Regions from separate parts of the Danio rerio genome. Here region 1 is linked to region 2. Evidence: chromatin contacts called from public HiChIP or PLAC-seq data. All regions are on one chromosome and are shown on one strand. Each heading gives the region's core, a stretch centred on a gene start, on an enhancer-like site or on the middle of the called end of the contact. The rest is flanking DNA. Distances are from core to core; before and after follow the strand shown.

Region 1 (6,402 bases), core at 1,721-4,220, 100 kb after region 2:
AAGTGTTTTGTATTTGAATTTGTATAACTTGTATCCTGGCTGCCATTAAGACTTCCAATAAATGTCCAGAAAAGTCCAAGATTTAACAAAGACCAAATCATGTGACCAAAACATTGGATCTTTACAATAACAGTGGTAACTACAGTTTCATTTTTTTAAAGAGCTATCGGCAATGACATATAAAAGCTTAATATGAAAAACTAACATTAAAGGAAGAGTTCATCCAAAGCTGAAATGTACTTTCTTCTTTCTCTAAAACGCAAAACAAATATAAAAATCTTGAACTTCTTAAAGCATCACATGGTTACAGTTGAACCATTTAAGTAACAAAACTTTTTCCCAATGTTTTGAGTTGAGCAATTCAAGCGTTATGGATTTGACATTTGCAGTAAAAACTCAAAACATAAAATTACAAAGAATGTATACGTTAACATTATATTGAAGCAATTGTTTATATATTCCAAAACAACTAACCACAGAGTTAAGATATCAGAAAAATATCAATCTGTAAACATGTTTTGTTTTAAATGAGAAAAATAAACATACGTTGTGGATGCGACCAAAAAAGTTAGCAAGTTTACAGTATACAACATACTTTGTAGAAAACCTGTAAATTAAACTGCACAACCCAAAAGAAACAATGCTAATCAAAAGGATAAGAGTTTGCTTTATATAGAACAAAATGATTGCTTTTATTTTATTTGACATTTTTGCATTTATAAGGGGAAGCTTCATTATGGATGTGACAGAAGTGAAATTGCAATTTTGTGACTTTGGTAAATCAAATATAATAGTTTGAAAACAATGACAGACATTTTTGAGTATTTTTAAGTAATGTAAAATGGTTGCACAAAAATGTAAAAACGGTTTCTGTATATTGGTGAAAAATTTTTTTCATGGTAAGATTGACATCAGTATGGAATTGCTCAGTTCATTTTCTAGATTTTGAACATCTCAAAACTGTTGCTGTCTATAGGGGAAAAGACAGCTCTAGGATTTCATCTAAAATATCCTAAATTGTGTTTAGAACATTAAATATTTTTCTCAGTCTATTGAAACATGTTGAGGGTGAAAAATTAATAACAGAATTTTCTAATTTTGGATAACTAAAAACTAAATATTTTTTTCTTGAAGAAAGTTAAAATTGATTCATTGTTGGACCACCTATCTTGATTTCCCCCCTCATATTTCTGTTCAAGACAAGCTATTATTAAAGATAATCCCAGAGGTTGTTTGAGTTTGCTAAGTGCCACTTAAATTCTGCATGAGAACGCAGAGCACTGTAACTGAATGCATCAAGGACTGCTGTAAAACTCCAGATGAGCCTTCTTGCATGTGTACATTTTTAACAAGTGTTGACAGTACTCCATAATGCCATTAATGAAAACTGAAACTGCTTAGCAAGACGAGAAGATATAGGATGAGCAACAATGTAAAAGCACTATTATAAATCATACAGTGTGCAACAAGCTTAAAGGCAGCACTGTCAGTACACTAAACTCTTAGCATGCATACATTATTAATCAAGAGCTGCTGTGGTATTTGATTACTAAAACATACAAAATTCACTACACCGTCTAAACACATATTTAAAAAAAGATGCCATGAACAAAAGTTTCTGCAGAAATTATTATTAGAAATTCAACATTTTATCAGTTATTGCATATTCAGCATTAAACTGATTAAAAGTAACGTTAGCAGTAAAACTAGGTACAACAGTTTTGGAAAAGCAGTCAAGATAAAATGTTTCTATAACAAATAAATAAATAACTGTTCTTCTGAACTTTCAAAACGAACAAATGCTGTTTTAAATGAAATTTGGAATGGCTGCAACATTCTATGAAGACCACAGATTTATTAACAAAAACGTGAACTTTACAACAACTGATGGCTAAAGAGCCATCTGCAAATATGTAGGAATGCCTAGCACTGAAAACTAACATTAAAGGGATAGTTCACCCCAAACTGAAAATTCTGTCATCAAGATATTTTGAAGTATGTTTTGTAAACCATTAACTTGAATCCATAGTATTTGTTTTTCCTACAATGGAAGTCAATGGTTACCAGCTTATAACATTCTTCAAAATATCTTCTTTTGTGTTCAACAGAAAAAAGAAACTCATACAAATTTGGAACCACTTGAGGGTGAGTGAATAGTGAGTAAATATCCATTTTAGGGTGAACTATCCCTTCAAGCCAAAAGGTTGTATAATCAATAGTTGGACTCAAATGTAAAGCACATAGCAAAGAGTTTAAAAACACACATATGTATATATCCATAAATACTCCAGCCATTCCATCCGGTTGACAATAATTGATAATCTCTCTCTCAACGTGTGAGGCGGCGTCCTATCAGGAGCAGTGCAGATAAAGTAACTGTCAACTGTCAGAAAGCTGTCAAGCACAAACTAAACCACCAGAAACATCATAAAAGCTGGGATCTTTAAACCGTAACATCAAACTGGTTAAAATGTACGTGGCACAACTGTGATGCAGCAGGTGACAGTCACACAAACCACAACCGCTTCGCTGCAGGTGAAGCCAGAGCTAACCAGCAAAACACGTTTATTACGCCATTTTCAAACCAATTTCGAAAGCCTAAACTGTCTACGACCCCTTCGTCTAACTACACGAGCGAAATGGACCTCAACTCACACAAAGCTGACTTGCCCACTCCATTTTTGTCCGATGAATGAACCTGCTCGCGGAGATGTAGATGCTCGACGGGTCTGCTAGCCGAATGCTAACGGCTCCAGAGCTAAAGCTTCATGACCTTCTTAATCAGGGCTTATGAGAGCGCACTGTTAAGCCTTTAATCTCGCGGACTGTATTGCTGTCCAAGCCCTCAACGCCAAAGCCACACATAAACGGAGACGAGTCACAGTACCTCAGTTAAACACAGAAACGCTGCTTACCGAAGTGAAGAGTGAGTGTGTACAAGTCGGCCTTCTTCCTTCCCTCCCACCTTACATGTTTTGTCATCATATGATTCACACTTCCGTCTTCCGTTTTCATTGAGGAGTTTTCAGCTCATATTACACACTCTGTTAAATGCACGACTATCTACAGGTATAAGATACTGCAAACTACCGATTGGTATGCCGTTAGCTTTGTTTTAATGTACGTATTAATCATTACAGAATGGCTGCAAATGTAAACCTGTTGTTTTTAATTCAGTTCAATTCAAAAGAGCTTCATTGGCATGACTTGTCAAGTATTGATAAAGCATTGCAGATTACATGAAGAATTAAAAAAATTGTAAAGTAATTATTTTAAATAAAGCATGCATATATATATATATATATATATATATATATATATATATATATATATATATATATATATATATATATATATATATATACAGGAGAATAATTTGATAAATACATAAAAAACACATAAAAATAATATTAGGATTAAAAAGATAATGAAAGAGGGAAAAACAGTATTACAATAAAACAAGATAAAATACAATAAACAACTGTAGCCCTACATTCATTTAATCATTCAATATTTTTAATTATATTTAGTATTATTTGCAAACTCTAAACAGCGAAATCAAATTAGCAGCCAATGACTATCAAAGTTCATCATTGTTCACAGTCAAATAAACAGTGTTAATGTTGTTTTCAAGTCATACTTGCATGCTAATTCCGATCGAATATTCAAAGTAACATGGTAAACAATATAGGGAGTTCTAAATAAACAAATGTGAATATAACACCAACTTTACCTCTGTCTTAGAACAGAACCCCAGGCTTCGCTCTCCCCAGACACTTCCTCCAGCTCCTCCTGGGGAATCCTGAGGCGTTCCTAGGCCAGCCGAGAGACATATTCCCTCAAGCATGTCCTGGGTCTTTCCCTGGGTCTCCTCCAGGTGGGACAAGCCTAGAACACCTCCCTATAGGTAGGCATTCAGTAGGCATCCGAAACAAATGCCCGAGCCCCCTCAGCTGTCCTCTCTCGATGTGGAGGAGCAGCGGCTCTACTCCGAGCTCCTCCCAAGTGTCAGAGCTACTCACCCTATCTATAAGGGTGCGCCCTGCCACCTTGCGAAGGAAACTCATTTCGGCCACTTGTATCTGAGATCTTGTCCTTTAGGTCATGACCCACAGCTCATAACCATATAGGTGAGAGTAGGAACGTAGATTGACTGGTAAATCAAGAGCTTTGCCTTTCGGCTCAGCTCCTTCTTTACCACATCAGACCGATACACTGACCGCATTACTGCTGCCGCTGCACCAATCCGCCTGTCAATCTCACGTTCCATCCTTCCCTCACCCTTGAACAAAACCCCAAGATGCTTGAACTCCTCCACCTGGGGTAAGGACTGTCCTCCAATCTGGAGATGGCAAACCACCTTTTTCCGGTGGAGCACCATGGCCTCAGACTTGGAGGTGCTGATTCTCATCCCAGCTGCGTCACACTCTGTAGCAATCCACCCCAGTGCATGCTGACATTCATTTAAATGATTCATAATCATTCTGACAAGTTTTGTCCACCAGCTGACTCTCTGCTGATGCTCTCTCTCTTCAGCTCAAATCTCTCTTTGTCAGCATTTGCTAATTGTAATAGGTTAAAGCCTTTATTTTGGTTCTTATGTAATATTTTCTTTTAAAATGTGGTGAAACGTTTTCCACAGTTTATTTGTTTATTCCTGGTTTGTTTATTCCTGGTTTAAAATATGTTAACAAGAGAAGATTACATTGGCAAATGTTTCATTTTGTAATAGGAAAGGCTAAACTCGGATAAAAATAATGAAAAGTTTTTAGGTAGGCTACAAGAAAGAATCTTGGTTGATTTAAATTATTATAAGTAGGCTGTATAGATGATCTTGACAGCTTATTTGGTATTTTGGTGTTTCAAATATTTGGTGTTTCAAAATAGTGCATTGTGCTGTATAACTGAAAACGAACGGTTTCTTCTTGTATTTTTATAATATTGTTCTTGGTAAATGGGTGACGCAGTGGCGCAGTAGGTAGTGCTGTCGCCTCAGCAAAAAGGTCGCTGGGTTGAGCCTCGGCTGATTCAGTTGGCATTTCTGTGTGGAGTTTGCATGTTCTCCCTGCATCAAAATGCTAAATTGTCTGTAGTGTATGAGTGTGAATGTGTGTGTGTAGATGTTTCCCAGAGATGGGTTGCAGGCGACTGGAAGGGCATTCAGTCGTTCATTTTCTTGTCGGCTTAGTCCCTTTATTAATCCAGGGTCGTCACAGCGGAATGAACCACCAACTAATCCAGCAAGTTTTTACGCAGTAGATTCCCCCTTCAGACGCAACCCATCTCTGGGGAACATCCACACACACACATTCACACACACTCTCATACACTACGGACAATTTAGCCTACTCAATTCACCTGTACCACCTGTCTTTGGACTGGGGAAACCGGAGCACCCGGAAGAAAACCCACGGGAAGGCAGGAAGAACATGCAAACACCACACAGAAACGCCAACTGAGCCGAGGTTCGAACCAGCGACCCAGCGACCTTCTTGCTGTGAGGCGACAGCACTACCTACTGCGCCCGGATTAATAAAGGGATAAAGCCGAAAAGAAAATGAATGAATGTTATTGGTAAATGTTTATATTTATATTATGATTCCTGTAAATTGTGATTTACCAATCACAATATTACTAACTTACACAAGTTATTTGTATTAGATTCTTTCAAAATGTATTTAGGCCTGGATGAAAGTTTAGTAAACGTCCCTCTCTCTTAATTCAATTCAAACTTGCTGTATTAGCATGACAAATGTTACATATGTATTGACAAAGCACTTGTGATGTTTACATTAAATATGAAAACAAATCACATAGTAGTAGTGATAAAAACAAAAAAAAATTCTCCGAAAAGAAAATAAATGACTGAATGATCAGAGTCATATGTTTTAGTGAATTCAAGGAGCCAAGATTAAAACATAATCAGAATTAAATGGATATACATTTTCAAATTCATATTTCAGTTTTGTTTCAACATGTTTTCTTCCAAGAGCGACATGGTGGCTCAGTGGTTAGCACTTTCGACTCACAGTAAGAAGGTCAGTTGACATTTCTGTGAGGAATTTGCATGTTCTCTCTGTGTTCGTGTGGGTTTGATCCAGGTGCTCCGGTTTGCCCACAAGTCTAAAGATGCAGTATAGGTGAATTGAATAAACTAAATTGGCTGTAGTGTGTGTGTGTGTGAGTGTGTGTGTATGTGTAAATGAGTGTGTATGGATGTTTTCCAGTACTGGGTACCAGCTGGAAGGGCATCTGTTTTGTAAAACAAGTGCTGGATAAGGCGGTTCAATCTACTGTGGCGACCTCTGATGAATAAAAGACAAAGCCGAAGGAAAATGAATGAATTAATGTTTTTTTCCAATTATAAAATGTTCTCTAAATGATCATGGTATTAGCATAATA
Region 2 (6,718 bases), core at 3,641-6,140:
TAAATAGCCACTGAAATCAGGTGGTTGGTGTTTATTTCGTTGTCATTTAAACACTTCAGCACAGCCTCTGGTCTTTCAGTGATATTAATTTGATCATTTCTTCTTGCGGCCCATCAGAGTTCATGCATTAAAGCGAATTGAATATCGGTCACATTACAGGCAATTGAGTATGCTGGCACTGAATTAATGTCCTTGGTTTGCTGATCGGTGATGTTACCTGCCATTTTAATAGCCCTTTCCTTCACTGTCTTAGCGGAGAGAGGTATATCTTTAATTTTTTGTATTATCTTGGTTTTGTTTTTGAAGTCTGCAAATAGGTGTTCTAATATGTTGATGAATGACTCCTTTATGTAGTCACCATCTGTGAACGGTTTTCCATGCTTTATTATCTCCCGGTTTATTTACAACAGCCACCTGCCTGGCATCCCGCCCTGCTGATAGAAACCTGTGTCGCAGGCTATGACGCAAATCTTCGTTGACAGAAATGTTGAAATTAAATATTAATTCTACACACTTTTACAGCATTGGAAAACGTTAAAAATGTTTGTCCTCCAATAGAAATCATATTAAAACAAAAATATATACTAACCTTCCCCATCTTTTTGAACATTTTTGAAAAAACTTCAGGGAGCCACAAGGGCATCGCTAAAGAGCCGCATGTGGCTCTAGAGCCGCGGGTTGCTGACCCCTGGTCTACCCAGTGTCTAAGGACAACAATATTTTGATGTCCAATAATGACATCAAATTACAATAACATTTGGTTGATTTTTTTAATTTGTGTTGGAAAGTGACCAAAATCCAACGTCTGATAGATGTCAGTGGTGACATCCACACAACGTCAAGGAGTAACATGATTAGACATTAATATTTTGTTGAATTTAGGCTGATTTTAAGTTGACATACCCACAATGTTGGAGTATGACTTCATATGATGTCATGTTGACGTCCTATGTCTGCAGGGACAATTTAAGACCCTGCAGACACTCTGATAATATAAGTGATTATATCTGATTATTGTCAATGTATTATTTTCACCAGTGAACTTTTTGTTTTTATAAGCTTTTTTACATATTAAAATAGTATGTAAACAGTTTTCTGTGATAATCAGTTTGTTTTTCACCAAATGATTTTGTCAGTTAAATACCATTACTTTTCCCAAACTTAAAAATAATTCATTCATGTTTTAGGGTAAATGAAAGCTGATTTTGAGCAAATCAAACACTCACTTTTGGGCACTACTGTAAAACTGAACTCAACATCATAAAAAATGATTCATTATCACTTGTGCTATTAAATTCTGTGCTACATAAAGAAACAGATGAAAGTAAAGTTATTATCAACATACATGTTTTCTGGTTTAGTATAATATTATGTATATTGATCAAAGAGCAGAAAGCAAGTCTATTCTAATGTTCATGGTTTGCCTCACATTTATCCCATGTATAAACGAGTGATAGGAGTGAATAATTTACATCACTTTGAATTCCGAAGTAGTTATTATTCATTACTTCTTACACAGTCTTTGTTCAGATTAAATTTCTTACATGTTATTTTCCAGCTTGAAGTCTGGAGTGATAAAAAAGGCTCAGAGCACATTGTAGCTGAACTTGAAGTCGGCATATTCTTTCTGGGGGAAAAAAACTCAATCACTTTGAGAAAACTTTTTGGCAAGTGCTGCTTCAGTATACTGTACAATATTTGACAACAAATAAGTTTAGTTAAAAGAGCTTTAAAGCAGAATTAAAAAAAATGCAATGGTTTCTTTCTGCTTTATTTTTGCATGTGCAAAAATAGTAGATAAAGGGGGGTTGAAGGGTTTGACCCACTCCTAAGTAATGCTTGATCGCCCCAGAAGGCGGTCAAAACAAGATATATTGAGGGGGTTGGCATTCATTTATTTATTCATTTTCTTTTCAGCTTAGCCCCTTTATTAATCTGGAGTGACCCCAGCGGAATGAACAACCAACTTATTCAGCATGTTTTACGCAGCAAATACCCTTCCAACCGCAACCCATCTCTGGGAAACATCCACACACACACTCATACACTTTGGACAATTTAGCCTACCCAATTCACCTGTACCACATGTCTTTGGGCTGTGGGGGAAACCGAAGCACCCAGGTAAAACCCACGCAAACGCAGGGAGAACAAGCAAACTCTACACAGAAACGCCAACTGACCCAGCCGAGGCTCGATCCAGCAACCTTCTTGCTGTGAGGTGACAGCACTACCTGCTGCGCCACTGCATCGCCCTTGGGGGGGGGGGGGGGGGGGGGGGGGGGATGGGGGGGGTCAGTTCTCTAATAATCAGAAATATTTCACTTTGATCTGTAAAAATCTGTAAATAATAGATAATATTAATATACATTTGAAATAGATTATAAATAGATTACATTTATAGATTACATAAATAGATTACATAGAATACATTTGAAGTTCAAACCATTGTTAATGCACAATTGTGCCAATTGGTCTACTCGAAGAAAAAGTCTGCAAGTGGCAGATCTAAAGCACAGATTGACATCATGTTCGCAAGACTTTTTTTCTCCTATAATAGGTGTTTGTATCTACAATTAGCCTGAAAATAAAATCAAATTAGACTCATAGTTTGTTCATTCATTCATTCATTCATTCATTTTCTTGTCGGCTTAGTCCCTTTATTAATCTGGGGTCGCCACAGCGGAGTGAACCGCCAACTTATCCAGCAAGTTTTTACACAGCGGATGCCCTTCCAGCCGCAACCCATCTCTGGAAAAGTTTGTAGTTTAACCTAAAGTAATTCTCTGAAATAGCTAATTAGAGAATACTGTAAATCAGAATACACTAAATATTTCTCAAATTGCTTTACACTTAAATAAATTTAATTAACAAACTAGATGTAATTAAAAGTAAATACATAAATGACTGAAGCATTACACAAACTAACAGTTGACCCCCCCTGATCATCAATATATGATTCGCACACTGGTCCAGCAAACAAACAAACAGAACAGGTGTTTGTATTTTGTGATGCTAGAACTGTAGAGTAAGATTACATTCATGTTGTAGAGTTGTGATAATGAGCATTACATTTCTCCAACACTTTTTCCAGGAAGTCCATTTCCCCCTCTTTCTACCATGAGAAATTCCAACACAGACTCGCTGGAAACAATGTAAGTGTGCGATGTTTTCAACATGCTTGATATGCAGCTATGCAGTCTGCCAGAAAGTTCAGTAACCTCAAGGTCACATTACGCAACATCTCAGAAACTGCAGAATCACCAGCAATATGAAACGTCTAATCTGTACAGCTCAGATATTCTAATAATTATTTCTCTGTGATTTTCATCAACTGAGCCACTTAATGAGCAATCACTTACACATTCCACTGAGCAATATTTCTGCTCGGCTCGATCATTAAATGCTTCTAACATGAGGCCTGAAAACTGTAATGAAGCAATTGTTTGCGACGGTCACCTCATCTGATCTACCTGTCTTCCTGACACATGGGGAGAGATGAAACACGAATACCACTGAACAACAGGTGTTACTGGCAGAGCTCACAGGTGACACATGTGAAGAAGGTTTAAATTTTAAACAGATACTGTATCACTGCATACATAGAGGCTTCACATCATCAGGTATCTCAAGCCGTCATTTGAGATGCTGTCACAAAGAGAAAAAAGATCTGAGTGTAATTTTCCAACAAATGTGTTCATATAAACATAAAAATATATTACATTAATGTGACTCACTAAAATCCAGCTTTAAGGCACTGTCAGGAATTGTATTGAATTGAATTAGTTTATATTTATATATATATATATATATATATATATATATATATATATATATATATATATATATATATATATATATATATATATATATACATATATAGGAAGCTGATATCAAATGTATGACATTTGTTCTGTTATGTTTTCAGGAAAACTGCGTACCATGACAAATGTTTACAAGGGATGTTCTGGATTGTTGCGTGTACGTTGGCTAAAAGCTAACGCTGGCTAACACATCTGTAGCTGGCCAGCGGCTGAAAACTGACCGGTATCAATTAATAATGACCAAGTTCGCCATAACATTAAGCCAGAAATATGATTAGCCCTAAATTTGTAAGACACGCCCACATACACACGCAAAAGTCGCCTGTCAGATATTAAAGTGAAACGACTCTCTCGTAAGCGTCACAGAGTATCGCTGTTGTATGACAGTATAGATGTTAGCACGAGCGCTAGCCGACGCGCTAATAAAAACAACGCTAACATTGAATGAGTAAGACATGCGTTTATCCGCTCATAATAGCATTTTAAAAACGTGGTTTAAAAGAAACACTTGCTCTTAAAGTGAGGTAAATAATGATTCGCATCTGTCCACACTCATGTTGTGCACTAGAAGTGTCCGCATGTGTGTTTGACAGCTCTCATGACCTGTATTGACATGACAGATGTTTACACTATTCGTCCATAGAAAACCATACATTACTTAATATAGCCTATGGTATATTCATATATTACATTCTCCAAATAAATGAGTTACATTAACACATGTTCATAATATTAAGGACCGCGCGCGTGTTTTACCGTTACCTGTAATAGGACAGCAGTCCATTGCTGAGCACGAACCATCTGCGCTGGTAACCCTTGATGTAGTTAGTCCATTTAAAGAGCCAGCCTTTGTAGGTGTCCGAGCCCGGGGCTGGTGTCCCGCTCGCCGGCGTGGACGCGGCACTCTTGCCCTGCTCGCTCATCCTCCTCCTGCCCCGCTCCACTGCCGCAGACTGATGGTGTTGCTGCCGCCGCTGCTGCTGCTGTTTGCAGGATAAACACGGGACTGCGGTGAGAAAGGACACGATCCTGCCGGGGCCGTTATTGCAGGGAGCGGCCACTCTCCCCATAAACTCGCCGCCGATGCGCTGAGATGGACGGGCTGCTGAGGAGGACGAGAAGGATGGTATGGGGCAGAGAGATAGAGATAGAGTGAAACAGCGCACTTTCTCTCCCCGATGATGACAGAGAGATGAAGAGCAGCGAGAGGACCGAGAGAGAGCTGGAGCGACGACCACAGGCGCCACAGCAGAAATCACCGTTCAGTCCGTCACATCATAGTACTCGTGCAGTAGGCCTGTTGAGTTATACAAAACATGTGTTCAACTAATTTAGTGTATTTATAGGACTTGATGTAATTGACGCCTTTGTCTATGATTCGTTTTATTTACATTTACGTAAAGAGTTTACTCAAACACATTTGAAATTTTAAAGGGATAGTTCACCCCAAATTAAATTTTACTCATTTTTAAGTGGATGCAAACCCTTATAACTGTATATATATTTTTTAGTTCTGTTGAACACAAAAGGAGATATTTTGAAGAAAGCTACAAACTGTAAACTGGAAAACTAACTGTTTTCTGTTGGAAAAACAAGTACTCTGAAAATCAATGGTTACAGGTTTCCATATTTCTTCAAAATATCTTCTATTGTCTTCAAGTGAAGAAAGTCAAACAGGTTTGGAACAAGCAAATGGTGAGTGGATAATGACAGAATTTAGATTTTTCGATAAACTATTTCTTTAATAGCTATGAGCTGACAATTTATTCTCTGGCCTTACAATATGTTAGTTGGTTTATTGTTTTAGCAGAAGTTGAAATACGTTTGTTTATTTATTTTTGCTGAAAAGTCAAAGAAAAGTAAGTCAATGGCTACTGGTAGCTGAGTGTCAAAAAAATGTGGCTTCTGGTGATACATTTTGCTTTTAAGAAGTAAAACCATCAGTCTGGAGAATATTGTAACCTATATGTACACTTTACAATAAGGCTTCATTAGCTAAAGTTTTATTTACTAGATCTAAGGATGAACAAACTTTTACAGCTATTGTTAATCGTAGTCCAACATTTGCTAATGCATTATTGAATTCCAAAATTTAGCTTGTTACAATTAGTTAATGCACTGAGAGTTAACAATGACCAACTTTATTTTCATTAACTGACATCAACAAAAGAATAAATAGCCAACTGTAATAGATGTTCTTGATTGTTATTGTTTGTCAGTTTGTTCATGTTAGTTTATAAACATCAACTAATGGAACCTTATTGTAAAGTTTGACCATTACATTTAATCTCAAGTAATTTTTTAAAAAGTTAAATGGTCATTGTTATTACAATAGTACCCTCAAAACAATAATGAATAGCTTGTGCTAAAAAAAATAATATTACACATTGTAAAATCCTGAGATTTTCACAAATATTTAATCTAATAAGGCAAGGGTCTCAAACTCAATTCCTGGAGGGCCGCAGCTCTGCATAGATAAGCTCCAACCACCTCCAACTGACACCAGCTAAATAGTCTCTTGAATGGTAAAGTCTATATCCGATACGCGGCTGACCAGAAGTGCGATATGCACATCAATATAGCAGCATTTTTTATGACACTGTATAACCATAATACATTTTTTACACTACTGTGATGATTGGGTTTAGGGTTGGGGAGGCGGTAGGGGTTAAAACATATTCATTTGGTAATTTAATAGATAGCATAAATAATACTCAGTACAACTACTGTTTTTACATTACTGTGATGGCTGGGTTAAGGGTCGAGGTAGACGTTGATAAAATACAACAAATGGGAAATTTAATAAATAATATAAATATTTTCATTAACTTCCGGCTGCAACCATATCCGATATAGCAACAACCATCTTGAACACATTGATTGTTTGAATCAGCTGT

The links. HiChIP or PLAC-seq counts read pairs in DNA pulled down with a chosen protein or histone mark.
Region 1: a contact with region 2 is called in an H3K4me3 HiChIP or PLAC-seq map of pancreas, with 5 times the contacts expected there. The contact joins the promoter of ap1b1 here to the promoter of osbp2b in region 2. A contact is called at or near these places in 2 of 4 datasets of contacts at active chromatin or transcription factors (gastrula embryo and pancreas).

What each region holds. Positions count from the first base shown.
Region 1 is chr5:25,467,745-25,474,146 of GRCz12tu, forward strand. It overlaps ap1b1 (adaptor related protein complex 1 subunit beta 1), which reads right to left and starts at 2,971. Exons shown (of 22, transcript NM_001128530.1): 1 at 2,916-2,971.
Region 2 is chr5:25,365,220-25,371,937 of GRCz12tu, forward strand. osbp2b (oxysterol binding protein 2b) reads right to left here and starts at 4,891. Exons shown (of 14, transcript NM_001122748.1): 1 at 4,584-4,891. The coding sequence starts at 4,891.